Regions from separate parts of the Zea mays genome. Here all the other regions are linked to region 1. A link is a contact called in public Hi-C data. All regions are on one chromosome and are shown on one strand. The core of a region is the stretch at or near the end of the contact, and the rest is flanking DNA. Distances in the headings are between cores, read along the strand shown. Region 1 holds the start of LOC100284775. Region 2 holds the start of LOC103650065 (ABC transporter B family member 21). Region 3 holds the start of LOC103650064.

Evidence for each region. Hi-C and Micro-C count contacts between places; a contact is called where the count stands out from the background.
Region 2: a contact with region 1 is called in a Hi-C map of endosperm, with 4 times the contacts expected there. The contact joins the promoter of LOC103650065 here to the promoter of LOC100284775 in region 1. A contact is called at or near these places in 3 of 25 Hi-C or Micro-C datasets (ear, endosperm and tassel).
Region 3: a contact with region 1 is called in a Hi-C map of endosperm, with 2.8 times the contacts expected there. The contact joins the promoter of LOC103650064 here to the promoter of LOC100284775 in region 1. A contact is called at or near these places in 2 of 25 Hi-C or Micro-C datasets (endosperm and tassel).

What each region holds. Positions count from the first base shown.
Region 1 is chr3:50,054,096-50,058,633 of Zm-B73-REFERENCE-NAM-5.0, reverse strand. LOC100284775 reads left to right here and starts at 1,766. Exons shown (of 2, transcript NM_001157670.2): 1 at 1,766-3,422. The coding sequence starts at 2,022.
Region 2 is chr3:50,522,677-50,527,214 of Zm-B73-REFERENCE-NAM-5.0, reverse strand. It overlaps LOC103650065 (ABC transporter B family member 21), which reads left to right and starts at 1,978. Exons shown (of 11, transcript XM_020550206.3): 1 at 1,978-2,325; 2 at 2,790-3,416; 3 at 3,517-3,914; 4 at 4,002-4,240. The coding sequence starts at 2,879.
Region 3 is chr3:50,426,569-50,431,106 of Zm-B73-REFERENCE-NAM-5.0, reverse strand. LOC103650064 reads left to right here and starts at 2,596. Exons shown (of 3, transcript XM_008675731.4): 1 at 2,596-3,770; 2 at 4,057-4,249; 3 at 4,350-4,538. The coding sequence starts at 3,265. The coding sequence ends at 4,439. It overlaps LOC108961162, which reads right to left and starts at 2,283. Exons shown (of 3, transcript NM_001346811.1): 1 at 2,026-2,283; 2 at 1,430-1,950; 3 at 629-1,006. The coding sequence starts at 1,580. The coding sequence ends at 831.

The sequences.
Region 1 (4,538 bases), core at 517-3,016:
ATGGTCATCGTCTCAGTTGTCGCCACCTCGTTCACCATCCTGCTTCTTTTCTCTCTCCCCTCATGCCTCCACCTCCGCGCCACCCTATTCTTGGCAGAGGGCATGGGAGCAAGCATCTCCTACCCGTATTCGTCCGACACCAGTCCCGACACCGACCTGCGTGGTGGCTATTGCACGTCCATGAGGACGTTTCACAGCATTCGTCGTCGTCGGACGTCCTGTTCGTCTTCCCGGCCTTCGCCATGCTCTTCCTCCCCAACCTACTGCCCCCACCCACGGTCTAGTCGTGAGCTGACCGACGCTCGTCGACGCGAGAACAGGGCGAGTCAGTCTTGGTGCTAGCCTTTCTCCGTGCGTGCTGCCGAGGAGGACACGGTGGCGCCTGCCACGCTTAGGTTATCTTGTCGATGAGGAGTCCAAGTCTGAGATATTGGACAACAAAGGCCTGTAGCACGACAGCTGTTGGCATATGTCATGAAGTTGGTGGTGGTGTTGTGTTGCCTCGGCGGGTCTAGGGCAGGGAAGGCACTCACATTCTCTCGCCCTTCTCGGACTGACGCCTGGCGCAAATGCTTCTCGGTTTGGAGCTGCTCCGGCTGGGTTTCTTTCTTCGCTTGCGCGCTCTCTCCCTATATGTATCTAGTAGTATACTACCTATGTCGCCTCCAGATGCCCAGATCTACGTCGTGTCCTTCTCCGGCAACGAACATGTATGGCCGCCTCTTCCCTTCCTTCCTGCTCTACGAAACCTTGGAAGTATGGGAAGCGAGGGATGGGGGTCCCTGATTTGCTGCCTATGGCCCCGTTCGATGGCTCGACATTGCCTGTCTACATGGCCTTTCCCTTACCACGGTGTCGACTCGATATACTTTTACCACTTCTATGTACCTGTCACCCATCCTTCTGTCATTGCAAAAATTATTGTGTTGTTCCTCTGTTGTTTTAGGTGTTAGTTTTTTGTTGTTCTAAGGACTGAACATAATTTGGGTGTGTTAGTACTTTATTTATTGTCTGTACATGGTTTGTGTTCTTCTGATGATGGCTCATGGATTCTGTAAAATATGTGTTAGGATTTCGAGACCCATGCGGACACAATCACAAGTTGCTCATCCCTTGTGTGCATTAGCTCGTTTCTGAGGCCACATTGGAACAATGGAATCCATGTTGTTTGAAGTTGCTAAATTGGATGGAGCAGCAATAATTTGTCACGCTAATAGTAAAAAGGAAAGATTATTTGTTGGTTTTAAGCGTTAGCAATTGTTACGAAGTACCATAATTTGTATGGAGCGCATCCAGTTTCTATTGATGACTGGCTTTAGCGAACACTCAATATTTTGATGTATCTTTTTTTATGAGTTTGAGTTCGTGTGACTTATTTTAGAAACTTGAGCTCACAAACTTCCTATTATTTGGTATCTGTATGGTAGAATTATGTTTTTCTATAATCTCTATTTTTTACTTAGTCGTTCTGAACTCTTTTTTAATCGCTTACTTTATTAACCGTGTTATACCAAAACATATTGGATGAACTAAACAACAACATCAGTTAGTAAAATAAAAAAATATGCGAAAAACAGAGACAATCAATAAAAATATTAAGATCTTTTTAGTAGATAGTTTACGTGAGTATTGTTGTGAACCGTCACAACGTACGGACAACCGACTAATCTCTTTTAATCCATGTGTATTGAATGAATACTCCCCAAACAAACCCTCAGCGATGTCGTCGACTCGTCGTGGGTGCCGCACCCCGGTTGCAGGCGTGGCCTCCTGTTTTCTACGGCCTTTCGGCCGTTTCGCAGTCGATGGGCCGTGGGACCCTCGCCGCGCCCGTCCACGCAGCAGACGACGCAGGCGAACGGCTGACGAACCTGGGAGGCCCAAATCCGGCCCGTCGCGGACCGCCTCGAGTGGCGACCCTGATCCATCCTCAACAGGCACGCGCACTGTCTCTCTCGTATCACTCTCCATTCTACCTCTCTCTTCCCCAATCCAGGCCAGCCAACCCTAGCGCACCGGCGATGGCGTCGGACCCGGCCCCTGACGACGCGGCCGCGGCCGTGAATGGGCACGGCAACGACAACGGACACGGTAACGGCCCGTCCCCGTCGAAGCGCCCCCGGGCGGTGATCTCGGAAGCCGAGATCCGCGTCGAGTTCGCACACCACGACGCAGCCGTGGCGCGCGTCAACAACGGCAGCTTCGGCTGCTGCCCGGCCTCGGTCCTCGCCGCGCAGGCCCACTGGCAGCGCCTCTTCCTCGCGCAGCCCGACGCCTTCTACTTCCACGTTCTCCAGCAGGGCCTTCTCCGCTCGCGCGCCGCCGTCGCCGAGGTGGTGGGCGCTGGCGACGTCTCCGAGGTCTCCCTCGTCGATAACGCCACCACGGCCGCCGCCATCGTCCTGCAGCACGCAGCCTGGAGCTTCGCCGAGGGTCACTTCGCGCGCGGGGATGCGGTGCTGATGCTCCACTACGCCTATGGTGCGGTCAAGAAGTCCATCCACGCGTACGTCGCGCGTGCGGGGGCCACCGTCGTCGAGGTGCCCCTCCCATTCCCCGTCGCGTCCGCCGACGCAATCATTGCCGAGTTCCGTGCTGCGCTCGCGGTCGCCAAGGAAGGAGGGCGTAGGGTCAGGCTCGCAGTCATCGACCACATTACCTCCATGCCCAGTGTCGTCATCCCAGTCAAGGAGCTCGTCGCCATCTGTCGAGAAGAGGGCGTTGACAAGGTATTTGTTGACGCTGCCCACTCTATTGGGCAGGTGCCTGTGGACGTGCGCGACATTGGAGCCGATTTCTATACAAGCAACCTTCATAAGTGGTTCTTTTGCCCCCCTGCTGTGGCCTTTTTGCATACTCGCAAGGATGACCCGATAGCCTCCCAACTCCATCACCCTGTTGTTTCCCATGAGTATGGGAATGGGCTGCCTATGGAGAGCGGATGGATTGGAACACGGGATTACAGTGCCCAGCTTGTTGTGTCCGAGGCTATAGATTTTGTGAATCGATTTGAGGGTGGAATTGAGGCTATACGAAACCGGAATCATGAGAAAGTTATTGAGATGGGTAGGATGCTTGCTGAGGCATGGGGGACTTTTCTTGGCTCACCTCCGGAACTGTGTGGTAGCATGGTTATGGTGGGGATGCCTGGTTGCCTTGGTGTTGAGAGTGATGATGATGCAATGAGAGTGAGGACAATGTTGAGAAAGGATTTCCAGGTGGAGGTGCCGGTATACTACAACTCAAGAAGGGTGGAAGGACAGGAGATGACAAAGGATAAAAATGGTGATCCAGTGACAGGGTATGTGAGGATCTCACACCAGGTTTACAATGTCACAGAGGACTATGAGAGACTGAGGGATGTTGTCAATAAACTTGTTTCTGAAGGGTTCACCAGCAGCAAGTTGCGGCCTTCTGAGAAGGTACACTCTCAGCTGAAAATACTTGCATATTTAGTCCCTTAATTTTCTTTGTTGGCTGGCTTGGGTTCCTCTGTTAATGATTAATCAGGTTAATCTATATTTTAATAGATGATACTAGGAACACTTTATGCGGTTCTGTTATTTTGGTGGATTTAATCCTTGTTTCCTTGAGAAGGCATGCTTGTACAAAGATATTAAGTTAATGTGAGAAGATATTCTTATGAATACTGTTTCTAGACCGTAAGAACTTTGAAACTCTGAAACTGAATATTCATATGAAACTGTTTCCTTGATATTCTTATGAATACGACTAATCAGTCCTGGTGTATATATATAGTACAAAGTACACAAAGGCAAATAGGCAATACTGAAACTCTGAAACTGAATATTCATGCCAAGTTCAATACTGCAATACTGAATGTAAATAAGATCTTCATCTAAACAAGCAAATACACACTCACTAGTGATCTAGAGCGGCATATCTTCATCCAAGTGAAATGCGTCTCCCAACTGATTCAGGTTCATCCTGGTCTATTTCTCTTGCTGTTTCTGGTTGTACTTGTTGTTCAGCTGTAGCAGGAGCATCTTCTTAATGATCGCTGCCATCTTCTTCACCAATATCTTGAGCTGTTGTATTTCTTGAACGTTTCCTTGTCTTAAGTCCTAACATAGGTCATTTGAGGATGAGAAGAGGAACCAGCACCTGCAACAGCAGTCCTAGGCAAATTTCTGCCCTGGAGACCCTGTGCACCTAACGCATCATCCATGGCACCCATAGGTTGTTATCACCATCAGGTTCAACAGACTCTTCAACCCATTCATTTTCCCACATAAACTTTTGAAGCACCAGCGGGTTGCTTCTCTTTCCCTTGAAACCTATCTCTCTTAGATTTGAAAACCTATTTTCCATCTTCCTGTTGTAGCTTACATAGACCAATTTATTTAGCCTCTGGTTCTCTAGTCGGTTCCTCTTCTTTGTATGGACATACACGAAATCAACAAGCAATAGCGAGTTATATTGCTCCATATGAACCAACAAAAATTGTACTTACTGCTGCAAATTCACTCCAGTTTTTCTCTCAACCAAATGCTGAACAACGGAGTCTTCTAACTCTT
Region 2 (4,538 bases), core at 729-3,228, 470 kb before region 1:
CCAGCGTTGAGCGGGTGCCGGAACGAAAGGCTCCGTCGACTACATGCATGCCATGGCAGGTACCATCTCGTCTCGGTGGTTGGTTTGGTCCGAACGTTGCTCAGTTTCAAAGGAAAGAGACGTCGACCCATCCAGGAGCTTGGGCATGGTCGCCCGCGTGCGCGTGAGCTGACGATCGAGACGAAGTGGGTGGTTGGCTTTTGTTGGGTTAGTAGTTGCGTTGCCCTCTATCTGCACACCTGCATGCATCTCCGTGGCGCCTTCCTCATCCACGCGGTCGAATTGCATAATATATATTTCGGGAGTGCTTCTATATATATATGCACAGGAGGATCGGAGACGGAGGGTGTCATTGTCGCGGCCAAACTAACTACTCGCACCAGTTTGTTGGGATACGTCAGCCGCCGCCGCCGCGAAGCCCAATTCTGGCGCGTCCTCCCTGTCCTGCCAAGGCGTGCTATTTCTAATTCTTTCCATTCCTTCGCCGGCTATACCCTTGGCTACACGGCAGGCCAGCAGCGCCGCCGTACGTGCCGCGGATGACGAGTGACGACGAAGAAGGGCGATTGTTTTTTGCCGGGTAGCCGGCCGGGACGCGGGACGTGTGCCGCCTGCCGCCGTGTGTGCCAATCCCCGATGGGGGAGACGCACCGCACCGCACCGCACCGCACCGCGGCGCACGGCGGACCACCGTCCCTGGTGGCGTGGCGTATGTCATGCGGCGGCTACCCCGAACCCGGGGCTTTGACCGGCGCGCCTCCCTCCCTGGGCCTGGCCCTGGTGTGGAAGGAAGGGAAAGGGACCGCGGCGTGCATGGAGGACGCAGGGAGAGTGGGAGACAGAGACAAGGGTCCACGGGTGCGTGACCACCAAGCAAAACGCCAACCCCAACCCCGGCCGAACAACCAAGCCAAGCCGGCAAACCGCAAACCCAAGCCGACAAGCCGCGCCATCGCATGTGCCCGTGCTTCGCGCTTCCCCCACTGACAGTAGGGGCCGCGCACCGGTGGTAGTGGTACCCCAGCACTAGCCATTGGGCCATGCCGACACGCCACGGCTCCGGAAACGCGTCCAGCAACGCATCGCAAACTCGCAAAATGCATGCAGGCCGTCGTGACGAGCCAGTTGACCCCTGGCTGGGGCTGGGGCTGCTGCCTGGCGTTACAAGTACAAGCGAGCCGAGACAGACACTGCGGCCGAGCTCGGGCTGTTGCGTGCGCGCCATATGCCAACGTCTAGCAGCGTACTGTAACGAGTATACCGTATGCCGGCAGATATAATGGACATGGGATATAGAGATTTTAGGCTCCATCCATGGCATGTGCCGCACAGCACAGGCACGTGATCTCACGATCACGACACAGCGTGCGTCAGCTGTCCAGCCTGTCAGTCACACTGCCTAGCCCGCGCTTGGCTATGTTAGCCTATGTATGTACTACTAGTGGCATCAACCCAAGAACAGTGCCATGGTACAGGATGCAATTACCACCGGCAGCCGTATCTCTGTTCTTCCATCCACGCGTGTCCCCAGCCGAACCCTATGAATGTAACTACTAGTAGCATTAACCGAAGGCCGTCTCCCTGACTCGTTCCTTATTTTCAAATTTTAATCTCCAAACAATATCAAATAATATCATCTAGAGTTCTACGCCCCTATTTTATATGACCCACCGAAAACAGCCTAACGAGCTGACCTAAATCACCATCTTAATATATTTGACTCACGATTGCCCTGTAATTGTAGTGTCAGTTATTGGTGATGATCATACATTATTCAAAGGTAGACACCGCTCGTACTAAAAGGTTCCAAAAGCGTGGCTATTCTCTATAGCCAACCCAATATACCGGGTGTGCTTTAGTCACACAAAAAAGTGAGACTGACATTCATGTGATCCTTCGGTTCCAAAGGATAAAAAATATTTATATAAACAATATGTATCTCTAAGTGCCTCAATTTACCACGGGATATTCATTTTTCTAAGGGAAATTAGTTTATCTTTCCTTGAAAAATAAAAATCACTTAAAACAATGTAGTTCCAAACTAACCCTAAATATTAAAAAAATTGACAGTATTTAAACCTAAATATTTATAATTAAATTTCTGGTAATAGAAGAAGACAGGCTGACTCTCGTGCGACCCGATTTCATTCCAATCGATCGCCATCTGCTCAGCTGTGATTTGTGAGCGCAAAGCCCGACATCTATAAATATCCCGCATCCATCCATCCAGCCAGCCATTGCAACCACCGGCCGGGCTGGGAGCACTCAGCACTGCGACGAGGAGAGAGGAGACGGAGACGGATGCTTATTCCTGTGCCTGCCTTGGTGAGTAGTGGCCTTCGCCTTGGCCTCCGCGAGCGCATTTTTATATGCTTGCTCGCCCGCGATGGATACCAAAACCACCGCAGCGGCGCCGCTGCGGTCTCCCACCTTTAATCACTATACAAGCTTGCTTTTTTCTCTTTCCCCGGTGGTGCGGGTGCTGGACTGCTGGCCTCTGCGTCCGCGTCCGGCGGCAAGTGCGAAAGCTGCCAACTTTTTTTTTTCTGCTCGGTTTGTTCCTTCTCCAACCATCCATACCATACCAGTTCTTCGCAAGTTCGCATCCGAACTCTACCTCCCACCTGCACAGCGCAGCGCTCTTTTTTTATGTTCTTGCGCGGGTGGGAGATGGATGCCCTGTGTTTCCCATCGGTTGCTAGGGAGATTGTAGATTCAGATTTGCTGTTGCCCTGGGCTCCCTGTTCTTATGTTTCCTTCCCGGATTCTACTGCTGTCTTCTTTTCTAGCTGCGAAGCGCTGAGATGAATCCGCTGCTGCTGAATGTGATTGTGTGTGCGATTATTGGGCCCTGGCAGGTGAGTGAGGCGCTGCTGGTATGCATGAGCTAGGAGGTAAGGAACAACCATACGAGGGCGAGCAGAGCAGAGAGCACACGGCGCGCCGAGCTAGCAGCATTGCCCAATCTCGCGGCGGGGAGAGATTCGTGAGCGCGGAGGCGCGAATCTTCGACGCAGCGACGGCAGCCATGCCGGAGTCCTGGAGACCCGCCGAGGCGAATGCCTCGTCGCAGCCGGCGGCAGGCACGTCCGGCCCCTCGGCTCAGAGCCCTGGCAATGACGCCAAGGGACGCGCGGCGGGGGAAACCCCCGGCGCGGCGGAGGCGGCGGCGACGCGAGTGCCGTTCCACAAGCTGTTCGCGTTCGCCGACTCCACCGACGTGGCGCTCATGCTCCTGGGCGCGCTCGGGGCCGTGGCCAACGGCGCCGCGATGCCCTTCATGACCGTGCTCTTCGGCAACCTCATCGACGCCTTCGGCGGCGCGCTCAGCATCCACGACGTCGTCAACCGGGTGTCCATGGTCTCTCTCGATTTCGTCTACCTCGCCATCGCCTCCGCCGTCGCTTCCTTCGTCCGTAAGTCCACCTTCAGTGGTAACATAACACTCCCACTAGAGTCAGACACCGAGCACACGCACGCAGACTAAGGCTGCTCAGCTGTTTTCCGTCCGACCAGAGGTGACCTGCTGGATGATCACCGGCGAGCGCCAGGCGGCGCGGATACGGAACCTGTACCTCAAGACGATCCTGAGGCAAGAGATCGCCTTCTTCGACAAGTACACCAGCACCGGCGAGGTGGTGGGCAGGATGTCGGGCGACACCGTGCTGATCCAGGACGCCATGGGCGAGAAGGTCGGCAAGTTCATCCAGCTGGTGGTGACCTTCTTCGGCGGCTTCATCGTCGCCTTCGCGCAGGGCTGGCTGCTGACCCTGGTCATGATGGCGACCATCCCGCCGCTCGTCGTGGCCGGCGCGGTCATGTCCAACGTCGTCACCAAGATGGCGTCCCTGGGCCAGGCGGCGTACGCGGAGTCGTCGGTGGTGGTGGAGCAGACCATCGGTTCCATCAGGACGGTGAGCAGAGCGCACAGCCGAATCAATTCCATTCCCGCAACACACGCTGAAGCGCTCTCAACGGATGACTGACGAAACCTGCTGCAGGTTGCGTCTTTCACCGGCGAGAAACGGGCGGTGGAGAAGTACAACAAGTCCCTGAAGAGCGCGTACAAGTCCAGCGTCCGGGAGGGGCTCGCCACTGGGCTTGGCATGGGCACGGTCATGCTGCTCCTCTTCTGCGGCTACTCGCTGGGGATTTGGTCTGGCGCTAAGCTGATCCTGGAGAAGGGGTACACCGGAGCCAAGGTCATGAACGTGATCTTTGCGGTCCTCACTGGCTCTCTGTAAGTCCAATGTTCATTTCTAAGCTGCATATGATTTAGTCATGCAATTCCAGTTTAAGAGCATCTCCAACAAGAAGTATAAACATGGTCTTATTTTGAAATATAGGTCTCTAACATCAAAAACATACTCCAACATTGACTCTATTTTATAAAAATTCATCAAACGATTATAAGGCTCCGGTCTCTCGAGTCTTAAAAATTCATCAAAAGTTCAGTCATTTTCTTGTTTCGTAATCCTGGGAACATCCGAAACCACCGCATTTGGAAGCTGGGCAGCTGGCGCATGATCAAGGGTGGT
Region 3 (4,538 bases), core at 1,347-3,846, 370 kb before region 1:
TTTGGTCCTGCCCTCAATCCCTAGCCACGTACAGGAGAGATATACATATATAAGGATCTTTCTGAAAAACAACCTATAAGCCGTTTTGCCAAATGATTTTTTAAAATAACTTTGTCTCATCTAAAGAAGTGGTTTCACCTCGTGAGCCAGAGTTAAAGCCGTTTTTGGAGAAGCCAGAGCCCTACCAAAGGGGCCCTTAATCCCAAAACTCTATTATATGAATGACCATATATAATTAAAACACCTACAATTTATAAACAATCTATAAACAATTTATAAACAATGCAATCTACAATTAGATATTAAAACTACAATTTATAAACAGTACAATCTACAATATAGTAGACCCATAGTGTAAATTATATTGTTTGTAGAGCGTAATTTGAATATAGACAATCTGGTGGAGATAGTCTAATTCCCAACCCACCGATATCAAATTACCAGTCGCCATCGCCTTCACTGGAATCAATTCCCTCACAACGCCATGAATTTTGCAACCCTCAATCAAATTGAAAATAGAATAGGGAACTTTGTAACAAAAAGCAGCATGATCAATTACAAAAAGCAGCATGAAATTGATCTCCAGGGTAACACATGCTCTCGTGCCCCTAGAAATTCTAAATGGACGAATTGAACTGCCAAGAAATAAATTGTCGAACAATATGTACAGTACCGTCAAAAAGCAGCAAGTATTAAGTAAACCTGGGCAGTACGTTCTCAAACAGTCAACAGGGCAAAGTACCAGTCAGGCCGTCCAACGGTAGCGAAAACTTAAACCTTGGTAACAAATCAGTTCCATCAGCATCGCCATGACCCATGATTGAAGCACACTATAACCAATGAGTTCCACATCTCCACAGCCACGAGCCATAACGGATCAATTCCCCATCAGCGTAGCCACGATTGAAGCGCGCCATGATCTCGGTTGATGAATAGTGGAATCCATCATACTGCAGTTTTGCAATCTTCTCTACACACGTCCACCAATTGCTATGGTTCAAACATGCTAACATACAAGAAACAAATATCCCAATTGACCAACATGGTAAATACAAATGAAAAATGCTTAGACGTAGATACATATGGAGATCTCAACATTAGTCCAGACTGAAATATAATATAGAATGAAATAAAAACGCTGTGACCTTAGGAGATTCACGGGTTGAACAGAACCAGCATGTAAATTTGTGTAGCTGCGACCTAAATTTTTGCACACTTCAGACTCATGGAGCGATTAGTATTACAAGACTGAAAATCGAGCTGGGTGAAGCGGACGTCAACGGTATTAACGTGCGTTTCAGGATCTTCAGTTCGATTGGTGTCAGGATTTCTTCGATTCATTATGCAAGCACAGAATATAAAACGTTGCTCGTAATAGAAGGAGCGCAGAACGACTTAAAAATTGTTTGAACATAATTACCGATTGTACCTTGGGAGTCGCGTCGTAGCTCCATGTTTTTGTTGTAGATCTCCGTGCTCGATGCAAAAATCCGGCGTGCGCAGCGGACCAACAGGCGCGGAAACAACGGATACAGGAACACGGAACAAGATGAGGGAGGAGACCCCGGGGCCAAAAACATCAACCCCCGTGCGATCTCCTCCCCCGGCACACAATAATCATCTTTTTATTAATACCTGGCCTGCCATGCGAGCGCACCCATCATGGCAAAGGCCTCCTCTAGGATGTCACATCTTTTTTTCTCTTTTTTGCTGTCGACGCACGCAGACTTTTACATGCTGCAGCTTACCTCGCCTCTTCCAGGCGGCATATCTCATAGATCTACTAATAATTATCGAAATTGATCCAATAATTATCAGCGCAGAGACATCATCCATCGAGGTGAAGCAGGACTGCAGACCAAGAGATCCCGCCGCCTCCAGCCATCGTCGCCTCAGATCCGCTCCGAACCGAACGACGACGACGACGACGACTTAGAAATTTCTCCAGATCTGGAACCAGAAGCAGAACATGCGATGCTCGACCACCAAAACAAAACAACATGAACCTTGAAGGCAAGGACTAACCGATACAGGATCCAACGCGGGTTTGTTGTTTTCTCCCAGTCCTAGCTCTATTCAAGCCCGTAAGATGCCGAATCCAGCAATCAGATCTGAGCCTGCATAACATGAAGCAAACGGATTTCCTGATAAATCAAAACAAAGTAGCTCACCGAGAGCACTCGCGAGGCAAGGTATCAAGGAGGACGGCCATCCAGGATCTGGAGGACGAGATGAGGTTGCGTGCAGGAGGGGAACGCGTCCAACAATGGTTTGTTCTTGGTTATCGACGAATAATTGGCGGAAACAAATGTATTTATGGTACCCTCTCCCGTTGGCCAAAGCGAGCGGCGGAGATGAGGCGGTTCGATTCGAACGGCTCACATAGAGATCACGTGTCGGGAGATCATTGGCCGTGAGCTGTGACAGCTGGTCGCAGGAGGAGACCGTGCTGGGCTGGTATTCTGGACGGAATTAGCGTCATTGCATGCGTCATCCAGTTGTTGACGGATCCGCTGTGGGCAGAAGGGAAGAGAGATTATACGTGGCCACACCGTTTCTCTACTACTACATAAGATACTATCGAGGGCGTCCACATTTTATTTTGGTGAAGCCTGACGCCCCCGCCCCCGCCCCCGCCTAGCCCGACGCCACGCCTCCGCTATCGCCGCTCTCTACACGCTCCTCGCCCCCGCTATAGCCACCTCAATGGAAGGTCCTTTGTACCATTCGCCGCCCTCTGTACCATTCGCCGCTCTCTACGCGCCGTGGATCCGCCACCTCAACTCCTCCCATTACCGCGCCCGCGCCATCAAAATCTGCCGCAGATCTCCTCTCCCCATTACCGCGGTCCATGGATTTCTCGAGTCAGTGGGAGGTCTGCCATCCATGGAAGGTCCGCCACCTCCTCCTTGGCCCGCGGCAAAAATGGCGTGGGAGCCAGATCTCCTCTCCCATTACCGCGCCCGCATGATATGGAAGGTCCCAGATATTCTCTCCCCATTACCACGGTCCATGGATTTCTCGACCTCGGCTACGGAGGCGGCGACATTATGAGCGCCGAGGTGCTACACTTCCACCCCAACGTGCTTCTTGACCAGGGCGGCTTCGGGTTCGGCCTCAGCAACGTGGCGGTCGACGGCGGATCTGGGCGCGCACTACGAGGCGAACAACAACGTGCTGGCCTCCTTCGCCAGCCAGCTCCTCGCTAACGCCCCCGCGCTGCCATGGGATGATCGTGCCGGCGGGAGGACGCCGTCAGACGAGATGGACGACGAGCTATACGGTGTCGCCGGCTGCGACAGCCACGTCGTGGCGAGCTTGCGGTGCCCCAGCCAATCCAGGGCCATGGCGGTCTGGTCGTCATCCAAGAAGTCGTACGATATCTGTACCAGCGCCGGCGGATCAGTAACCGTGCCGGCCCATGACACATACCACCTCGCCGGGGCCGGGCTCTCCAACGAGGGAGGCCTCCACTACCCGCTCGCCGCCTGCAGTGGAGCCAACGCGTCCGCGGTGGCGACGAGGGAGTTGTCGCTGACGCTGTGCTCCAACTCCATCGCTTCCTCGAACAGCACGCTAAACACGACGGAGCTAAGACTGGAGGAAGCTAAGTCTCTTGCAGAAAAGCTTTGTGATGGCCCTCTTTCAAGTGCTGCAAATTTGTGGATCCTGAGAGCTTCTATGGAGATAAATTCGTTGGCGACTGCTTCTGGCAGCTCTCCATTGAATAAGGAGAACTTGAGCTCTCTGTTTGATCTGTTTGGCACATGGTAAGTTCCTTATATCAACATTGACAAACTTTGGGTTTTACCTTACTACTATGACTGTGCTTGAAATCGTTCGTGATGCATTTCAGGCCATGAAATTGTTTTTCCATTAAATACTTGTAGTATTGGTTTTAATAGGTCATGCTTGTTTTCCCGCCTTTCTCCGGAGTCCCATCCCATTGCTGAGTGCATTGAAGTTAAAACAGGAAAAAAGAAGTAACTGCATGCAGTCAATATTGCCTCCTAAGTGTTGGGACCTGATGACACCTTGGCCTTTTGCTTGTTGCAGTCGACACAGATTGCTTGCTTTACCTCGGCCAAGCCTCAAGTTGATGCAATACTGCATAGAGCTGGAGGTGAGCCTTGCATCGCTCGGAAACCATGGCGCCCTCACAAATGCTCGACGACTATATGATTCAGTGGTCGACATGTATCCCCAGGAAAGGGAAGTGTGGAGGAGCTACTATAGCCTGGAGCTCAAGGTGAGACCACACATCACTGCTACCATGTATATGTGTGTGGATGTGGGTGGGTGTTTTCTCATTTCAGAATAACAAGGCTAAAACTTGATTATATACCCAGATGGGAACATCAGAGTCTGTCAACGCCGTGTACGCGCGTGCTCGCAAGGTGCTCGGTGACTCCACTGTTCATGCTTACCCCAGAGCTTAATTGTTTGGGTCAGCTCTCTCTGTGAGCATGCTTAGTTTGGGCCAGCAAGTAATTAAGCTGACACGTCGAAATTTTGGCTCTAAATCAGTGTGGATGGTA